Regions from separate parts of the Zea mays genome. Here regions 1 and 2 are each linked to region 3. The links are chromatin contacts, called in public Hi-C maps. All regions are on one chromosome and are shown on one strand. The core of a region is the stretch at or near the end of the contact, and the rest is flanking DNA. Distances in the headings are between cores, read along the strand shown. Region 1 holds the start of LOC100280213. Region 2 holds the start of LOC542346 (crinkly 4). Region 3 holds the start of LOC107457594 (OJ000126_13.10 protein).

The links. A called contact is a pair of places that touch in the nucleus more often than the background predicts.
Region 1: a Hi-C map of leaf shows a contact between it and region 3, with 4 times the contacts expected there. The contact joins the promoter of LOC100280213 here to the promoter of LOC107457594 in region 3. A contact is called at or near these places in 4 of 25 Hi-C or Micro-C datasets (ear and leaf).
Region 2: a Hi-C map of leaf shows a contact between it and region 3, with 6 times the contacts expected there. The contact joins the promoter of LOC542346 here to the promoter of LOC107457594 in region 3. A contact is called at or near these places in 2 of 25 Hi-C or Micro-C datasets (leaf and leaf mesophyll).

What each region holds. Positions count from the first base shown.
Region 1 is chr10:5,956,044-5,958,976 of Zm-B73-REFERENCE-NAM-5.0, reverse strand. It overlaps LOC100280213, which reads left to right and starts at 1,379. Exons shown (of 8, transcript NM_001153144.1): 1 at 1,379-1,541; 2 at 1,639-1,741; 3 at 1,827-1,934; 4 at 2,114-2,199; 5 at 2,579-2,817. The coding sequence starts at 1,480.
Region 2 is chr10:5,165,624-5,168,528 of Zm-B73-REFERENCE-NAM-5.0, reverse strand. LOC542346 (crinkly 4) reads right to left here and starts at 1,631. Exons shown (of 3, transcript NM_001348726.1): 1 at 1,467-1,631; 2 at 1,109-1,283; 3 at 1-970. The coding sequence starts at 912.
Region 3 is chr10:5,555,309-5,558,044 of Zm-B73-REFERENCE-NAM-5.0, reverse strand. It overlaps LOC107457594 (OJ000126_13.10 protein), which reads right to left and starts at 1,432. Exons shown (of 1, transcript NM_001321611.1): 1 at 487-1,432. The coding sequence starts at 1,221. The coding sequence ends at 712. It also overlaps the pseudogene LOC111590436.

The DNA.
Region 1 (2,933 bases), core at 130-2,629, 400 kb before region 3:
TTTGAAAATTTGTGGTAGATCAACAATTTTTTTTCCTAGTGTTTGTTGTGTCTTTGGAGACCTTTTTCTTGCATCTTTTTACTACTATACGACGGTAGGAGTGCCATGAAATCCATATCTTGACAGAAATCTTGAAGCCCTCCTTCATCAACATTTATAAGGTCTGTGCATCTCTCTGCCAGCAGCACCATCGGCCATGGATTGTGAGTCCGATGCTTGCTCGGTATCTTTCCTCAAAATGGGCAACGGCCTTTATGAATGTTTATTATGAGGCCAGAGAGCTGTAAAGACGGGTGTTGAAAAAAAAAACAAGAGAAATGAAGAAGCAGCAGTAGCAGCTGTTTTAAATCTTTGACTCGAAAGGTCGAGTTTAATCCATCAGCCAGGAGTACGAGTACTGCCGTGGCCGATCAAACCGCATTGATCTCTCTCCAACCCAAGTACAGAGAGCTCAAGAAAATAAAGTACTACAGTACTGCACAACGAAACACCACACAAACCATTAAAATCATTGCGGGTGGCTCCATGACGGCTCCAAGGTCAAACGACAACATATATCAAGCGGAGTATAATCAGATCGGATACCAACGTACTCGTTTCATATTTTCTCTTCAGACTCGATCGAATATATAGATATTATCAAATATGTCGGATATAATTTGAATAGATATATACATCTTAAATGCCCAACTTTAAAAATATGGATACAGATTGATACTGAGTACCCGGACTCGAATACGAATTGAATCTCAGACCTTTTAAATAAATAGATTTATACCTCTGATTTCCGGTAAAGGTTCCCAGTATAAAGAAGTTGTATGCATTTCTTCACAGATGAACTACATCTATACATGGTTGGCTACTCAATAAGGTCTTGTTCGGTTAATCCCGTTACCCATAGATTGAATGAGATTTGAAAATTTTAAGAAGAAGGTTTGACTTGCTTGAGATTTAAATTCATCCAATCTCACTCAATCCACATGGATTGAGAGCTAACCGAACAAGCCCTAATGGGGTTCTCATGAAACGTTACCGGATATCTCGATGTCTGGCCCGACAATGTGCTCACAGTCCTCGCACCCTAATTTTTGCAGCAACGCACGGGTGTCATATAGGATTTGCAAATTCTGTACCAAAAATATATATCTCCAAGACACAAATAAAAAAAACTAAAATATCGGCCGTCGTAACTATTTTGGACTGGGCTGCCAGCACATGGGCCTCCACGTTTTAAATGTGAAAAGCGAGAAAGCGAAAAGCCCATCAAACGAAGGCGTCAGGCGTCCCCTTGGTGGCGCGAGGGGCCGCCCAGTGACGACTGACGACAATCGACAAAAGGGAAAAGAATAACTGAAAAAGTAAATCGCTCAAAAAAAAAGGAAAATAAAAAAAAAATCGTAGAGAGTTCGATTGGCAGTTGCTGAGCCCGAGCGCGCCCTCCGGCGCCGACAAGCCGGGACCCCACCTCCGCCGGCGGCGATGGGCAACTCGCAGGCTTCGCCGGCGTCCGCCTCCAGCTCCCGCTTCGTCATGGCCTCGAGGTACCGCCTCCCCACTAACAGCTGTCTGCCACCTCCTTCGCTGCCGCGATTCGCAAGCCCTGTCTGGTGCTCTCACCGCTGACACGCTTCCTCGCAGGGCCTTCCCGAAGCAGGAGCTGGACGGCCTCCGCGAGCTATTCGCCTCCCTCGCAGCGCAGTCGCGGACCGGCGGCCGCGCCATCTCACGCCCCGTCTTCCTCGTGGGCACCGCACGCACATTCGCTCTTTTGAATTGGTCCTGGATCTGGATTGCGATCTCTAACGGGTTCGCCTCTATTTGCGCAGGAATACTACCAGGTCCGGGGGCGATTAGGCGACAGGCTGTTCCAGCTGGTGGCGAAGGAGAGTGGCGGGAGCGATGGGGTCACGTTCGAGGATTTGATCATCTCCAAAGTTAGTGCTCGACTCAATTCGATCCACTCTGTTGTTCGTTTAGTTGTCGCGAGCAAGGTCATTGATGTGTTGGTGCCTGGTGGAATTTGTCCAAGTTAAGATCCAGATATGGTCACCCTTTCTAGCTAGTACTTTGTATGTATTCTGTAGTTTGACAGTCTTTTATTTGTTGCATGTAGGCAACATATGGAAGGGGAACTCGTGATGAGGTCGATGAATTCATTTATCAACTATGTGATGTCACAGGAGATGGCGCCTTAACAAGGTATTGCTTTTGAGAGAAATTAATTTCTTCTGATAAATTGGTATGTCATGAGTGAACCGTTTCCTTTGCTAAGCCGATTCAGTAGTTGCATGCTCCAAATCTGAAAATTACTTCAACAAAGACATTAAAGAACACAAATGATATAAATGAGGGGTAGGGATTTCTGGTTACCATTAGGCCTTATGCATTCCAGTTACATGTCTTAGGTACTTGTTTCGCGGAGCGATATTGGCCAAGGCGAATTTGTTTGCACTTAGAAGATTCATACTTTGTGTTAAACAAAGCTTATGATTTATAGGTTGTTTTGGGATTTTTTATTCAGGCTTTTAGGCATCATTTGGTATTTACTCTTGCATTTACATATCACATGCACTGCCAGGTCTGATTTGGAATCAGTCTTGGCGTCTGTTCATGAAACTGTATTTGCAATAAAGAAGGAAGCTGTCGAAGTTTCCAACAATAGACCATTCGAAGAATTCCTCAACTCTGCAGTGTTTTCAAAGGATGTTGAAGGGGTCTCAGGGAAGTCTATGTCATTATCAGACTTTAGGAACTGGTGCACTCTCTTGCCATCATTGAGGAAATTCCTTGGAAATTTGTTGATGCCTCCTGATTCAGGTTTGTCTTATTCTTGCAATTCTGTTAGTATTGTTAAGCAGCATTTCCGTCATTTTTGAAATAAAATAATCAGATCCAGCTGGTGCTGTAGGAGTTGAACTGATATTTTTCATCAT
Region 2 (2,905 bases), core at 382-2,881, 390 kb after region 3:
TCCACAAGTGAAGTAATCCCCAGCCACAAGAGCATACATCTTCAGCCCTTTTGGTGGCGATGTACTGTTATGAAGAGTGAAGCCCCAGCAAGCCACTTGGTGGTCAAGGCTCCTGATGCCACAAGCATGGAACCGCCCGCCAACCACAGTGCTCATTGCATCCATCGGCACTATGTTCACATCACCATCACCGATAGCACTGGATGGCACCACCTGCTGCATCTCCAAGCTCCTGCCCCAGCAGAACACCTGTGCATTCTCCAACACCCCACAGACATGGTAACCGCCCGCGCCTATAGACTGAAAGTGCAGATCCCTCGGTGCCAGCCCAACGACACCACTCACCGTCTCGTCGCCCCAGCAGAACACCGTCCTGTTCCGAGCAAACAAGCCACAATTGAACACCGAACCAGCTGAAACAGTCGACACGGCTTCATCAACAGCATGTGTGGCGGTCATATTGTATCCCCAGCAGTCAATCAGCGATGTAGCAGCACTGGAACCACGACCCCCATCTTGAGCAGCTCTCAGTGCGCAGAGGTGGTTGTCCCCCGCACTGAGCTCAGAGTACCTTGCGCCCTCAACCATCGGCTGTGGCACCCCGCTCTTGACATAGGAGTTGCTACCCCAGCAGTATGGCTGCCTGGTGTCGAGCAGGAGGCCACACACGAACCCATCCCCTGCCGTGAGGCCAAGGAAAGGGATGTTGGGTGGTGCGCCGTACAGGACAGATGCATCAGCACCGAAGCAGGCGACGAGGTGGGAGCCGTCGGAGTTGAGGCCACAGAACACCGGACCATCCTCCCCATAGGACACCGCAATGGACGACATGGAGCCAAGGCCACAGGCCCAGCCAGGCAGCAGGGCCAGGAAGCAGCACCCGGCAAGAACTAGAGCCGGCACATGGTCCATGTCTTGAAACTTGGGGCCGTCACGACCACAGGAAGGGGGGCTAATTCCGAGAAGATTCCTGCATGTATTTTAGCTTTTGTTAGCACCAGACGACCAGCAGGCATCGGATGAGTCCTATTCTACTAAACTAAACTAAAAAACTATCTCAGAACCAGTCTTATTATAGGTAAAGAAACAAGAGTCAAAAAGTGAGAACCTTTATGCTGCGAGCATGCCAGTAAGCACGAAACGGGGGTCGGCGGGCGGAGTGGCCAGTCAGTCACCCTCGCTGCGCAGCATTTCACCAGGCCCCTGATCTGTTGGTTTCCTCCCCAGCATTTGATGAACAGCAGCGCACCGATTTGCTGCCCCTCTTCCTTTTCCTTTGTCACCTACAAGGGGTAATTTTTGCAAAAACAACAAAATAAAAAACGAAGTTAGCAGGCACAATACATGTGTACACTCGCAGTTAGATCAGATCCGGTTATAAATTGCCGAGTAGCATTAGGTTAGGGTTTGGGTGCTCGGATTCGCGCAGCAGGAAAAGCAGAGAAGTGAAGGGGCGGGGCGCGTACCTGGTGGTGAGTGCCCGTCGCCGGCGAACGGCCGGACAAAGCACTGGGCACACAGTGGAGAGGCGGCGGTGGCAGCGGCGGTCGCCCTGTCGTCGCCACGAACGAGGTGGAGGGGGAGAGAGAGTGAGACGGGAGAGCGTACGCAGGGCGAAGTGGAGAAGACACAGCGAGCAGGGGTGAAGGCTGCCTGTCCGGGGCTGTTGGGCAATAAGAGCATGTCCAACGGTGGCCGCGACTGAGATGTTAATGGGTCCGGATCCTCCGTTTTCCATAGAGAATTCTTTTATCATAGAATAAGAAATAAAAAATTAATTTTCCTTATGAGGAGACAAACGGGGAATCCCCCCCCCCCCCCCCATACACGTGAATATGAACCGTGTAACAATGTTTTCTACAATAGTTAATGATAAAACAAATAATTACTTTATCAAAAATCGCTAATTATATAAATATATATTATTTTAATATACACATGGTAATTTTTTATATCTGATAAGATATATATATGTGATAATGCTTTGTATTAATAATAAATGATTAAGTTCTGTTTGGATCCTCGCGGCTAATTGATTGTCAGTGGCTAACAATTAGTCACCAGATAATTAGCTAGCAATAATTATCCAGTGTATGTTTAGAGTCTTGGCTAATAGATGTTTTTTTCTATTTACACGTTCTATTAGCACATATTGCAAGGTCAAATGGCTAATAGACAAAAAGTTTGCGAGCCCTCCGGCTAACAATTAGTCAATTTATTAACAAGTCTATTTGGAGGCTAAGGTGCTAAAATTAGATAATTTGCCACAGGAATCCAAACAGGGCCTATGTGAGGTTAGGGATCCCCATCGGAGATTTATCTCAATGGAGCATGGATAGTGATGGGTGTTGACGCCGATCTGGGCGCCAAACATTGGAACAAACCACTTGTCGGTGCTCTCTGCGGAGGTGCAAACGGCCCGCGGCACAAGGCCGGACGGTCCATGACCTGGGCGCAGAAGTGAATCCTTCTTTGCACGCTTTCGGAGGGTCTTCTTCTCCGCGAAGAACCCTAAAACTCCCCCCCGAGAGAGATCTCGTCGAGGGGGAGAGTTCCAAGGCGTTGCTCCGGGTCGGCAGGTCGCCCGATGCGTTTCTAATCGGTGTAGAGTCAAAGAGAGATTGTTGTTGAAGACTAAAGTAGATCTAAATATAAGGCTAGATTACTCCTCCTAGTATTTGGAACTAAAAGAACGATACAAATAAAGTAAAATTGATAAGTAGATTTGATTGGATCGATTATGGGGGTTCAATCGGTCGTACCCCTTCATTTATATAAAGGGTGGAGGTCTGGACCCGTTACAAGTTGGTTATCGAGTTAATCTCACAGGTTTTGCTAACAAATCTCGCTAGAAATCTGGAACCCTAACTGATTCTGTGCACACGTGAACCGTCTGCGTCACCCT
Region 3 (2,736 bases), core at 183-2,682:
CTAGCGGATGATAAATATTCGAGGGCGGAGGTAGTGCATACTACCGGCTGTTCGGCTGAATTTTCAAAATCAAAAGCTAGGAATGAAAATAGGTTATAGAAACATACCTACTTTAATTACTACGTTATTATCACAAGGGAAATACCAAATGCCAGAGGCCGGGTAATTAAAGAGGTCTGTCCTTCTATTATACAAGAACGGAACTAAACAGAATCCCAGGATAGATTAACCAAGCAAATAATGGTATCCTTCCAAATTCAACAATTTCAGATATTGATGGCCAGTTAAGAATTACAGATATTAATCTACTAGCGTTTTTGACATCCACTTTGTGCATAAATCACTCCAAGAAGCTCCCGATTCAGGTGTTATTATCAAGTAACAAGACACGAAGAGCATAGAACTAGGCATGATTTATAACAAACCACCTCTCTTAGTCCATGTAATCATTACTTGTCAACACACATCATAAGGATTGGAACAAATATAAGGGCCAAAATTTCCATATATGTGTGATGAAACAACACAGCAAGGTAATTACGTCGTCGCTCGTTCACCTCAACTCACCTCATTTTTTCCCAACCCCCTCTCGGCAGGGGAAGGAATCAAAGTAGCCGGACCAGAAACACATCATCGGGAAACAAAATCGCGAAGAGAAAACAACATGATCAAAACTTTATCGCGAAAGCGACGTGACGACTCGCCTCCGCCTCAGTCGAGGAAGCCGGTGCGGCGCAGGACGGCATTGCGGACGCGGCGGAGGTCGCGGCCCTTGAGCGTCCTCCCGGCGCCCTCCAGCACCGAGCTGTGCGCGGCGGCGCGGCGCGCGACGATCTCGTGCGGGGGGACCAAGGCCTCCCCGGCGTCCTCCGCGCTGCCGCCAGCTCCCGCCCCGGCGTGGGCCCACCTCCCCCTCCGCGCGGGATCCGACGGTATCCGCACCGGCGCCGACCTCGCCATCGCGGACGCTGCGACGGTCTCCGGGACGGGGCGCGCGGCGGATCGGGCGGGGGCTCCGACCCCGACCCCGACCCCGACCCCGGCCGCGGCGCGCTTCTTCTTCTTGCCCTCATCCTCCGGGAGCGCGGCAAGGAGGCCGAGACCTACCGCGGAAGGGGAGGCGGGCCAGAGCACGTCGAGCTCGAGGAAGTCACCGTCGGCGCCCGCAGCGGCATGGGTCGGGGCGGGAAGGGGTGGGCGGGACATCATGATGCGGTCCATTGCGTCTGCTCCTGCTCCGGGGATCACCAGTACGGCGGATCTCCGGCGATGCGGTGCTGCTCCGGCATGAGAGGTGGAGGCGGGCTGGGCGTGCGCGAACGAGGGACACGCGACACCGGCGAGGGGAGGCGGGCGCCGTGGCGGACCGGGTGCTTTGGGCTTATAGGGAGGGCAAGTTGTTTTCCGCTGTTTTGCATCTTGGCCCTTCTGCTTCTGCGGAATCAAATTCTCGTGCTGCGGCTGCTTCGGCCTTTTTGACCAAAAAAAAAAAGTGTATTGTGGACTGTGGTGCATGGGCTGAAACGATTTGGCCAACGTGTTCTAGCCAAGAAAAGTCCATTTAAATCAAAGAATGGATCGAAGGAAAATACGAGTCCTAACGAATTCACCAATTCAACGAGTCGAGCGGAGGGGAAACGAGAGGAAATTGTTGAGAACTATGTTACTCGGATCACCAGATCCGCTCCCTTCCCTCCCGTCAGCAGTAGAGACGCAAGAAGCTATAGAGGACTCGTCTCCCTTCCCATAAGCACGACAGAGGAAATACACAAAACACATGGTATAGGGTTGAACCTCTGGTCTCTTTCTGATCTCTGTAATATGAAGGGGTGTACAGGTTCCTTATATAGAGATGTGAGACCCCTCAGGGACAAAGCCGGTATTTGCCCACATAACCCTAACTAGGGTTACTTAACAGAAATCACTTTAAATCCCTGGAAGTGATGATCTACTACTGTGCTTTAGTTCGTTTCATTTAATTATAAAATTTGTCTATACCACGCCTGAGTGTTTTCAAGGCCCAAAACATTCGATTTCTCTGCTTCTTAAAACACCAATTTCGTCCTGTGTCAAAAGCACATATGTTCTTTGTCTCCTCCAATTCTCGTCTAATAGTGAACTGTTAACCCACAGATAGGCTATGAGAAACAAACTCAAACCCAATATATTAGGACGTAACTCTATTTTCTGCCTACTAGAAACCATCCTAGTCCAACACGACATAAGTCACACGCTATCTCTCACGTGATACCACCCACTAGGTAAAGAGCGAGCTATAAAAAAGGGACTAGACTCCTTTTCAACTCATATCTTTCACCTTTTGGCTAAAATAAAGTGTAATATTTGTTATTATCAGTTTAGTATTTGATATATAGACTATATGTTCACTTTGATATTAAATTTATTTTTATGGGTTTTTTTCTGGTGGGAGTCCACTACACTGGCTAGGGCTAGGCATTCGGTCTATTAGGGTAATTCGGTTCGGTCTATTCGGGTTTGTGAAATTTCGGGTTCTGAAAAATAAGAACCGAAATTTTCAAAAATATTTTAGGAACCGAACCCGAATAGACTCACAGTTTCGGTTCGGTCTATTCAGTCCACCGAATAGACCCGAATTGTAGAGAGACTAGTATATTTTGTTAAAATATATACAATAAATAATTAATTGAAAGTACTATTATTACAACAAGTGACTTTAAAAATTAGCATACAAAGATATATATATATATACTATCA